2 separate regions of the Urocitellus parryii genome follow, and region 1 is linked to region 2. Evidence: chromatin contacts called from public Hi-C data. All regions are on one chromosome and are shown on one strand. The core of a region is the stretch at or near the end of the contact, and the rest is flanking DNA. Distances in the headings are between cores, read along the strand shown.

Region 1 (5,222 bases), core at 1,970-4,469, 500 kb before region 2:
ACCTGGAACTCTTCTCATGGGAGACCTTGGTTTGAAGACTCCCCATTAACTTTGCTGAAACTTTCTTAGAATGGCATCATGTATTCAATTTTTCCTACCCTTCCTTTCCTTTTTTCCACATGGATTAGCTTGTATCTACTCTAATATCTCTTCCGATTACCCTCAAATGCATTCCAATTTTTCCTTCACAGTTGTTTCCCTCAAATCTCTTGCATGTCTTACCTGACTTTGTTGGTTGCTTCCCGAAAGATCTAAACCAACACATTGTAGTTGATCCATTCACATTTTTTATGTCATTTCTGTCTCCTAAATATATTTCTTGCATCCCTTCTTTATCCACTTCTCTCTATTGTCATCATCACTCAGGTGGAGCTATGATTCCCTCTGCCCCCATTATTGTAACAGTTGGCTATTCTTATTTATTTATTTTTGTTCTAATTAGTTATACATGACAGCAGAATACATTTTGACTCATTGTAAACAAATGGAGCACAACTTTTCATTTATCTGGTTATATACTACGCAGAGTCATACCATTCAAGCAATCATACATGTACATAGGATAATAATGTCTGTCTCATTCCACCATCTTTCTCACCCCCAAACCTCTTCCCTCCTCAGTCCCTTCTGCCCAATCCAAAGTTCCTCCATTCTTCCCTAGCCCACTCTCCATTTATGGATCAGCATCAGCTTAATAGAGAACAGTTGGCTATTTTTATGCCTTTCCAATCTATTCTCATCACAGTAGGTAGAGTGATTTCTTTTTTTAAAGTAAATCACCGTGTTACTGACATGCTTAATACCTTTCAGTGGCTTCTCATTATGCTTAAAAGTAAATTTTGCCCTCCTGCTATGTCCACCAGATGCCTTAAAACCTGGCTTCTTCTTCCCTCTTCAACTTCATCTCCTATTACCTTCCGCTAGTCCTGGTGCCCACCAAGTTTCAGACATCTTAGCATCCTTTCTTTTTCTACAAACAAACAGCTGAGTCCTCTGTTCTTCCTCCATCCTGAAATATTTTCTTCCAACCCTTCAGAAGGTAGGCTTATTTTTAGCTCTCAACTTAAACATCTTTATCAGTGCAGACTTCTCCAGCCAAGCTCAAATATCTACCCAACTTTGTTCTGACTCTTTTCTGCTAGGTAGTTATCACTCTCTGTAACTATTTTGCTTAGGTTTGTTTCTCCCACTTGAACAGAGGATAACAAGTTAAGGCCCATAACTGCCATTTGTTTAACAGAGGATATCAAGTTATGGCCCATAACTGCCATTTGTTTTTCAATGGCTCTACATCTAAGAATGGATGCTATATATTGAAGAGTTTGAAAATGTTAGACCAGGACGCAAGAAAAGACCACTGACTCCAATTAAAATCAAATTAAAGCAAGCTTATTATTTTGACCGGCCGGGCTGCTTCTTCCTCCCAAAACGGTGGGAACAAGACAGCCCTGCAGCTTTCTTGCTGCCCAGCTTTACAGCCCAAAAAGTTACACAAAGCGGGGGTTACAGATAACAGAACTCTGACAAGCATCACACTAATGGTAGTTTACATTTTTTTTGCTGGCCCCAACATCAGAATTTATGAGGACCATTAGAGCCTCAGAGAGGGTCGTTGTCTGGCCAGGGAAGGCCAAGATTTGTGAGGTGTCACTAAAGTTTCAGAGAGGGCTGCTATCTGGTCAGAGAGCCAGGCATGGGTGAGTTCAAGGCACGGGCAGGCATTCCAAGAAGGTTCAGAATTTGCAGTAATTTATAGTAAAGCCAAAATTATCTTTTCATGGCTTTGTGGCAAGATGGCTCCCGATTTTAATAAAAGATCAGGTTGGGTCTATCAAAAAAAACAATAGCACATTTTAAAAGACTATTTCATGACACTTAAAAATATGTGAAATTTGAATTTCAGTGTCCTTAATAAAGCTGGAACATGACTGTTATGGTCTGGCTCTGTGGTGTCCTCTCAAAGTTCATGTTTAGAAAATGCAAGAGTTTAGAGGTGAAATGATTAGGTTATGAGAATCTTCACTTAGTAAATGCATTAATTCACTTGAATGGATTAAGTGGGTGGTAAATAGTAACTGGGCAGGAAGGGTGTGATTGAATAGGGTGGGTCTCTGGGAGTGTGCCTTTGGGGCACATATTTCCTCCCTGATAGTGAAGCTCTCACTGCTTCCTGGTGGCCTTTGGGAGCTGCTTTCCTCCTACTCACCCTCCATGCCTCACCTCAGGTCCAGAACAATGGAGGTGCCTTCTGTGGATGGAGACCTCTGAAACTGTGAGCCCTGAATAAACTTTTCCTTCTCTACACTGTTGTCAGGTCTTTTGGTCATAGTGACAAAAAAGCTGACTAAAACAACAGCATTCATTCATTTCCATATTGTTTATGTCTACTTTCACGCTGTATCAACAGAGTTCATCAATCCTGTATGATCCACGAAGCCTAAAATATTTACAGAAAAACTGTTCTGATCATTGTACTAGATTTAAGCTGCATGAGTTGGCCACATGATCTTGTTCAGTTCTTCACTCCCAGTGTCTGGTTCATAGCTAGTGCTCAGTAATTGCAAATTGAGCAAACCCTTTCCAGTGTCCCTGAGACTGTTAATAGCTGATGATGTAGAGGTAGGCAGGTTTATCTCTCTTTGGCTTCTTCCCTTCAAAAACCCAGACAAATGAATTAGGAACTTATTATTCTGGACTCTGGAGAAGTGCTTTGAAAACAGGACTGTATTTTAATGTCCAGCACAGTCCCTTGTACAAGATAGGGTGCAACCAGAAACCGAAAGAATTCTTTTGGGTTGACTATTAAGGAGAAATTAAGCATTTCAGCAAAGAACTTCTTAGCACAGTGTCAGTTGTACAAAAGTGTTCAGTTAATGTTTGCTCCTGTCTCAATTTTCTTGCTGCACACAGGAATAAAGTCATCTTTTACAGGGTTGTCACAGATAAACAGGAATCCTTTGTGTGAAAAAGACATGTAAATCGCAAACACTACCCAAACAGACTTATCCACAATAAATTAATAAATCTTGGCTTTGGGCAACTTGCCCCGGGGCGAGGAAGAAGTCCCAACTGGAGTGTGCCGACGGGGCGGGGCCGGGGGCGGGGTGGGCAGATCGGGGGCGGGGCCTTTCGTCTTCCTTTCCTCCTGCCGTAGCAGCCCGACCGGCCGCACGGGGGCGCCGCTGGGGCAGCTCTGTTCCACGAGTTGCCCAGCAGCGGAGAAGGCAATCACTTCCGCGTCGGGCCCGGCGGCGTCCGGCTGCTGCGCCGAGGGCCCGGCCGGTCGCAGGTCAGTCGGGAGGCCGCCGCCGCGCCCCGCCCGTGCGAAGGAGCCGGGCGCCGGGTGGGCCGCGGACCGCGGGCCCGGGAGGAGGCGGGGCGCCCCCAGGAGGCCCGGGCCGTGCTGATGATACCGGCGCCCCGGGCTGCAGGCTTGGGCTTCTGACCAATTCGGGGTCCTTGGGCCTTTGGAGACCCCCGCGGGGCTTTCTGGTTTTCCACCCCTTCCTTTTCGTCCCTCTCCGAGGAAGAGTGAGTCCTTTGAGCAGTGTTTCTGCTCCGTCCTAGGGCGGATCCCGAGCCCCTCTCAGACTGAACCAGATTCTGCTGTGGCCTGGGAGTCTGCATTTTCAACCAGCGTCCTTATGGTTTTGATACAGGTGGTCTCAGAACCTCACATCAGGGACACAGCCCCTTTGAGCCATGCCCTTCTCACATAGAAGGAAGCCTAAATGGGTGCATCTGAGGATGGGGTTTGGGGAATACCGCCACAGATCTAGTCTTGAATTGATGATGGTCCTCAGTCTTAGGAGAGATCACCTGGAGGTGGGGGAGGAGCTCTTAGCCCCCGGATTCAGGGTGCTGCTGCCTTCCTGTAGCTATCAGGTCTTCAAATGTACCGCTGCTTCGTGAGTGAAGGGTCCTGGATCAGGAGCCATAAGGGTGGAGCAGTCCTGAAGGAAGTCGCTTCCGGGGTGCAGCTGGAAGAACTTGGGATGGATCCTGCTACCCTGGATTGCAACGGGTTCCATCACTTATGAGTAGGTCCCAATGTGGACCCTGCACACATCACTCTTATTTTTTTATCCAAGTATTTTCATCTGTCAATAGGGTCAGTAATTCCTATCGGATAAGGCTTTTCTGTGAATTGTAGTGGCTGGCACATGCATTCAGTAAATGGGAATTATTAAGGGTGACACCAGCCTTGCCTTCCTCAAGCTTACAAATAAGAAAAAAGTCGCGGTTAAATAAGTGGATAGAAACGTGGGCAGAAGTACAAAGTACATTTGAATAACTGTAAGGATTCTAACTTGGGGTGGGTACTTGGGAAGTTCATGCAAGAAAAGAGATCTGTCAATGCCATGAAGAATAGATAGGATTCCAGGGAGCTGGTAACTAGGGTAGCGGGAACCAGTGCCACCCCATGACTCAGAAGCCATTTTCTCGTGAATCTTTGGAGTGCTGCTCCCAGGACTTCTGGACAGCAAGAAGTCACATCCATAATGGTTTTGTAAGACTGAACTTTTATCCCATAATAGTTTCTGTCTATTGACCATGATCCACATATGTGGTCTTCTCCATTTTATTGGCAACTGCCTAAATAGGATTATCTACAAAAGGATTTGAGTTGATCACATAGTAATAATGGATTGACCTGGATGTAGTTGCGCCTTTGGCAGCCATTTTAAACTTGCTATGAAGTATATAGGTACTGAAAATTCTCATTATTAAGAGCATCTTTCCTAGCACAGTATCATTTCAGGTTCTGTAAAAACACTACAGACACCTATGGTTAACAATCTCCAGAATGGATTAAGGAATAAAACTCTTAAAACATCACCAAAGCTTTAGCCATTTTAGAGTGAAGAAACTGGATACCTTAGAGGTGTCAATTATAGTTCTAGACTACTCTGGCTACAGAATTCTTTTCTCAATTGATAAGTGATATAACTTAAGAATTAGAATTATTTGTTAGTAACTTCTGCTTTTTTGTTTCCTTTAATCTACAAAGTCAGTATCAAGTCAGTAAATACCTTATGGTAAAATTTATTTTATTATGCATATTTGTCATTTATTGCATACTTACTCTGAGCTAGAGACTATTCCAAATACTTTTTATATATTCTGTTATTTATTCCTCTGTTAGTCCTTAATGTAGGCACCATTGCTGCCTCCATTTTATAGATGAGGAAACAAGAAAAGGAAGATAAATAATTTGTCCA
Region 2 (4,902 bases), core at 342-2,841:
AGGTGGCATACCTAAATGGCTGAGATTATAAAAATAATTGGAAATAAATTAGGAGTAAAAATATCAATACTGTAAAATGATCATACTGATGGTATGATTATAAGCTTTATGTAGGTATTAAATGGAAAACAAACTGACTTGTTTATCAATAGTTACATCATGTTTGGGAATGACAAACTAAGAGAATCTATTAAGATTGAGATGGCCTTTGATTCTACAAAAATGCATGTACACACAAAATCTGCAAATTATCTCAGGGTTCAAAGTGACCATTATGTGGCAAGTGTCAGGCAAGATATTATCAGTCACTCAGAAAGAGGGCCATAACAAAGTCAGGGGGCTATGAATTACTAAAAGCTAAATATTCCTGGTGTGCTGGGTACTGTGCACTTATCAGAGCCCAGATAGTTTCAGCAAACTGTTTGAAAGGGTAAAATTACTCATCCCCAGGTTATCCTCTAAGGAGTTGTGGAGGCGGTGGGGGATCCTGTCAAAAAGTTTTAGGAAGGGCTAGGGATGTGGCTCAAGGGGTAGCGCCCTGGCCTGGGATGCACTGGGCGCTGGGTTCGATCCTCAGCACCACATAAAATATAAAATAAAGATGTTGTGTCCACTGAAAACTAAAAAAAATAAATATTAAAAAACTCTAAGAAAAAAAAAAGTTAGGAAGTTCCGACTTTCTATCCGAAATTATATTCTAGTAGTTTGAAAGTGTTATCTCATTCCCCACCATAATTTCTTCCACTCAATTTATTCAGTAACTATTTCTGGAGTGTCTACTATGTGTCTTCTCCATTTTGCAAATTTGGAAAATCATGCCCCGAAAAAGACCGAATAGCTTTGAAGTGTCAGGAATGGGTCTCAAATCCATTTGTCTGATGTAAAACCTGTAGAGTGAAAAAGACCACTGGGGGACTTCACCTTAGCCTGTTATTGGGACACCTCCTCTGCGACCATGCAAACACACCCAGGTGCCCAAAGGGCTTGGTGTCTGTGTCACCACCAACGTTTGACTAATTTGACTTTGAGTGAGGTGACCCCAATCAAAACACTTCTGTAACAGCTGAATGCGTGAGAGGAGAACAGTCACCTAGGGAAACAAACCTGCTTCGCCCCCTCAGAGAATTCTGCGATGCTGAACTCCTTGTCGAAATAGGCCCAGATAAGGAATGCATAAATTCGAGTCCGAACCCAGTTGATGGGGTTGGAGAATCCCAGAATGATCATCTTGGTTTTCTGGCGTTGCTGGGGCTGCTCCTCCGTGCTGTAGTCGCGCCGAGAGCAAACAGGGTAAGCAGCGAGGGCTGCGGGGAGTCTCGGGGAGCTGAGCAGGGGTCGCCGGCGGCCCGGAGAAGGCAGCACCAGGGCCTCCAAGTTCCAAGTGCGGCGAGGGAACGGCGCCAATCCGGAGCCTAGGCGGCGGCTGCAGAAGTAACAAAGCCCGGCCAACCGCAGCCTCACTTCGGCCGCACCGGGTGCCCGGAGTCGGATAAGCCCGCCGGGAAAGGACCCAGTAAACAGCGGACTGAGTAGCAGACGGGAGGCCAGCGCCATATTTATGACCTTTCACCCCTCTGCTTGCCTGTGCCCGCTGAAAGGAAGCCGATGGGAAACCACCTAGCAGTTTCCGAGCAAGGGACTGGAGAGCAAAGCTGGCCTGTTGCTGCCACCTCTGGTGAATCCGTCCATCGCCGCTCTCTAACACACAAGCCCTTTGGCTTCCATCCCGGCGCACAGACAGCTGTCCTCTGAAGTCCGCCGGACTCGCGGACCTTTTCTCCTCAAGTCGTGTTTCCGAGCGGATCACACGCTGACGTACGCTTTGGAGCCAAAGTTCCGAGGCCTTCGAAGAAGGGAACGTGAGCTACCATGACCGGGCAGCGCATCCCGGTACCTCGGCTCGAGGGCGTTACGCGGGAGCAGTTCATGCAACATTTCTACCCACAGGTGAGGCCCTTATGCGGGGCACATCCGCGGGAAGCCAGGAGATACACGTCCGTACTATACCAGCTCCCAACTGGTTTCTTGTGGCTCAGGGTGTGGGGAAAAGGCAGCAGGCTGCAGCGATGACAAGGTCGGCTCCTCAGCCAAAAGAGAGGGCGCTTGGGGCATGTCGACTGGTTCATTTGTTTAAAATACCGGAGAAAACAACCAACTCATGGTTTCTGCGGGGCGCGCTGACTCCTGGGTGAAGAATCATTTTGCTTAACTTCTTTACTCGCTGCGAAAAGCGGCTTCATACAGAGCTGAGAAGACGTCTCCCATTACCGTGGCCGTGGGTGCTCATCTTCTGCCGGGTTTTCTAAAGTGGAGGGCAGAATTTGCGGCTTCCCTGTTGGTGCGAAGGGCGCCTGTCCATCTACTCCCGAATTGGTAGATTTGGAGGTGAAAACTTTTCACTCCAAGGAGACATCAGGGGAAGCAATAGAAATCTCCAGAAAAAATTTTCACTGGTCTTGGATTTTAACTAACCTGGATTGTATTCCAGACGTTGGAATCCCTCATTTCTTTAAAAGAAAACTCAGAGAAATATTAAGGCGAAAAAAATATTTTTACTTGAATTGTACGAAGAGTCTAGACTTAAAGAAGAATTTAGGAACCCAGCAGGTATTTTAATAATAATAATAATAATAATAATAATAGTAATAATAATAATAATAAAGAAACGTTACAAAAGTGTGTCTAAGGTACGACAAGACAAAACAATAACAAAGATCTCCTAGCAATTTTCCTGGATACTTACATCTATTAGGGCGGTCACAAAACTGCAGTTCTGAGAATTACAAGTCAGGGTTGAAGGGTTTTTGTTGTTGTTGTTGTTGACAACCCACAGGAGACATTCATTCAACATTTAATTTATTTTGGAGAGTAGGGATAGATGGATTGTTCCTGCTCTCCTCTAGTCCCCAATTTCTATATACTAGTCATATAATGCCTACAAGGCATTGTGAAGATAGAATTATGTATGTGGAAGTATTTTGTAAGATGCATAAAAAAAGATATTTTGTAACTTCCTAGACAAGATATAATATGTCACAAAGGAAACATTAAGTTTCATAAAGTAGAAAATTACAAAGAATGTTCTCTGGTTATACTGCAGTAAAACTAAAAATTAATAACAAAATTGGAGAAGAACTTTTTGCCCAAAACACTAAAAAGAAAAAGATGATTGAATATAGTCCTATCAGATTTTTTAACATGCTCTAATAACTATAATTGTGAATGGTACCAGGTACATGAATAGACAGATCAGATGAATAGAAGTCCAGAGAACTCAATATTGTACTTTCTCTCTGTATATATTCAGAAATATATAGTATGTAATGAGCATGGCATTTCAAAATTTATTGGGGCAAAAATTGGTTTTTAAATAGACTTTATTTGTTTTGGTACCAGGAATTGAACCACTGAGCCACATCCCTAGCCCTATTTTGTATTTTATTTAGAGACAGGGTCTCACTGAGTTGCTTAGTGCCTCATTTTTGATGAGACTGGCTTTGAACTCGCAATCCTTCTGCCTCAACCTCCTGAGACACTGGAATTACAGATGTGAGCCACTGCACCCAGCTTAGACTTTATTTTATAAAGAAGTTTTAATTTCACTTTGGAATTGAGCAGAAGACAGAGATTTCTATATACTTCCTATTCCCGAACATGCATAACCTCCTCCACCTGAGTGATACATTTGTTACATATCATTTTGAGGGTTCACTCTTGATGTATGTTCTGTGGATTTAGACAAACTTATAACACATACTCATCACTGTAGTATCATACAAAGTAGTTTCATTGCTCTAATGTTGCTAAGGTAACTGAAAAGTCATTTATAAAACAATAAAATTAGCTGGGCCTCATGGCCCACATCTGTAATCTCAGTAACTCTAGAGGCTGAGGCAGAAGTATTGAAAGTTCCAGGACAGTCTCAACAACTTAGACACTGACTCAAAATTTTTTTAAAGGTTTGGGAATGTATCTTACTGGTAAAGCACCTCTGAAGAAGAAAATATGGATAAATTCCTCTATAATCTAGGTCTCTAGGAGGCCTTATAACAGTACCAAAAAAAAAAAAAAAGAAAATGATAAAATTAGATATATCCCACCATATGCAAGAATAAACTACAGGTGAGCCCAGCATAGTGGCATACACCTATAATCTCAATGGCTCTGGAGGCTAATGTGGAATGATTGTGAGTTCAAAGCCAGCCTCAGCAATTTGGTGAGGCTAAGCAACTCTGAAAGACCCTATAGCTAAATACAATATTTTTAAAAATGTTTTTAAAAAGTGGGGGGCTGGGGATGTGACTCAATTGTTAAGTGCCTCCCCAGTTCAATCCCCAGTATCAAAAAATAAAATAAAAATAAAAATAAAATAACTGCTGGTAGATCAGAAGAACTGAGACTATACAAGTTGTAGAAGAAAATATGAATAAATTCCTCTATAATCTAGGTTTCTAGGAGGCCTTATAACAATAACTCAAAATTCAAGTGTAATAAAAGATTAATGTTTGAGTAGAAAAGAATTTATATGACAAACACTAGAAGCAAGTTGAAAGATATACAAACTGGGATATTGTAACTTAAATCTCATAAAGGGTGTAAAAAAACATTGGATATGAAGAACTTTATTTTTAAAATTTTCTCTTTTTAAATTTGTTCTTTTTAGTTTTACATGACAGTAGAATGTATTTTGACATCATACATACATGGAGTATAACTTCCCATTTTTGTGGTTATATATGATGTGGAGTTACACTGGTCCTGTATTCATGTATGAACATAGGAAAGTTGTGTCTGATTCATTCTACTGTCTTTCCCATTCCCACTCCCCTTTCCTTCCCCCTGACTCCGCCCTGTCCAGTCTGGTGACACACCACCACCCACTTTTCCTTATATTCTCACCAA

What was found. Hi-C and Micro-C count contacts between places; a contact is called where the count stands out from the background.
Region 1: a contact with region 2 is called in a Hi-C map of muscle, with 4 times the contacts expected there. The contact joins the promoter of Kctd18 here to the promoter of Maip1 in region 2. A contact is called at or near these places in 2 of 2 Hi-C or Micro-C datasets (liver and muscle).

Annotation. Positions count from the first base shown.
Region 1 is chr1:249,490,805-249,496,026 of mUroPar1.hap1, reverse strand. Kctd18 (potassium channel tetramerization domain containing 18) reads left to right here and starts at 3,219. Exons shown (of 6, transcript XM_026399314.2): 1 at 3,219-3,289.
Region 2 is chr1:248,987,508-248,992,409 of mUroPar1.hap1, reverse strand. It overlaps Maip1 (matrix AAA peptidase interacting protein 1), which reads right to left and starts at 1,591. Exons shown (of 5, transcript XM_026399301.2): 1 at 1,105-1,591. The coding sequence starts at 1,554. Tyw5 (tRNA-yW synthesizing protein 5) reads left to right here and starts at 1,661. Exons shown (of 8, transcript XM_026399300.2): 1 at 1,661-1,947. The coding sequence starts at 1,870.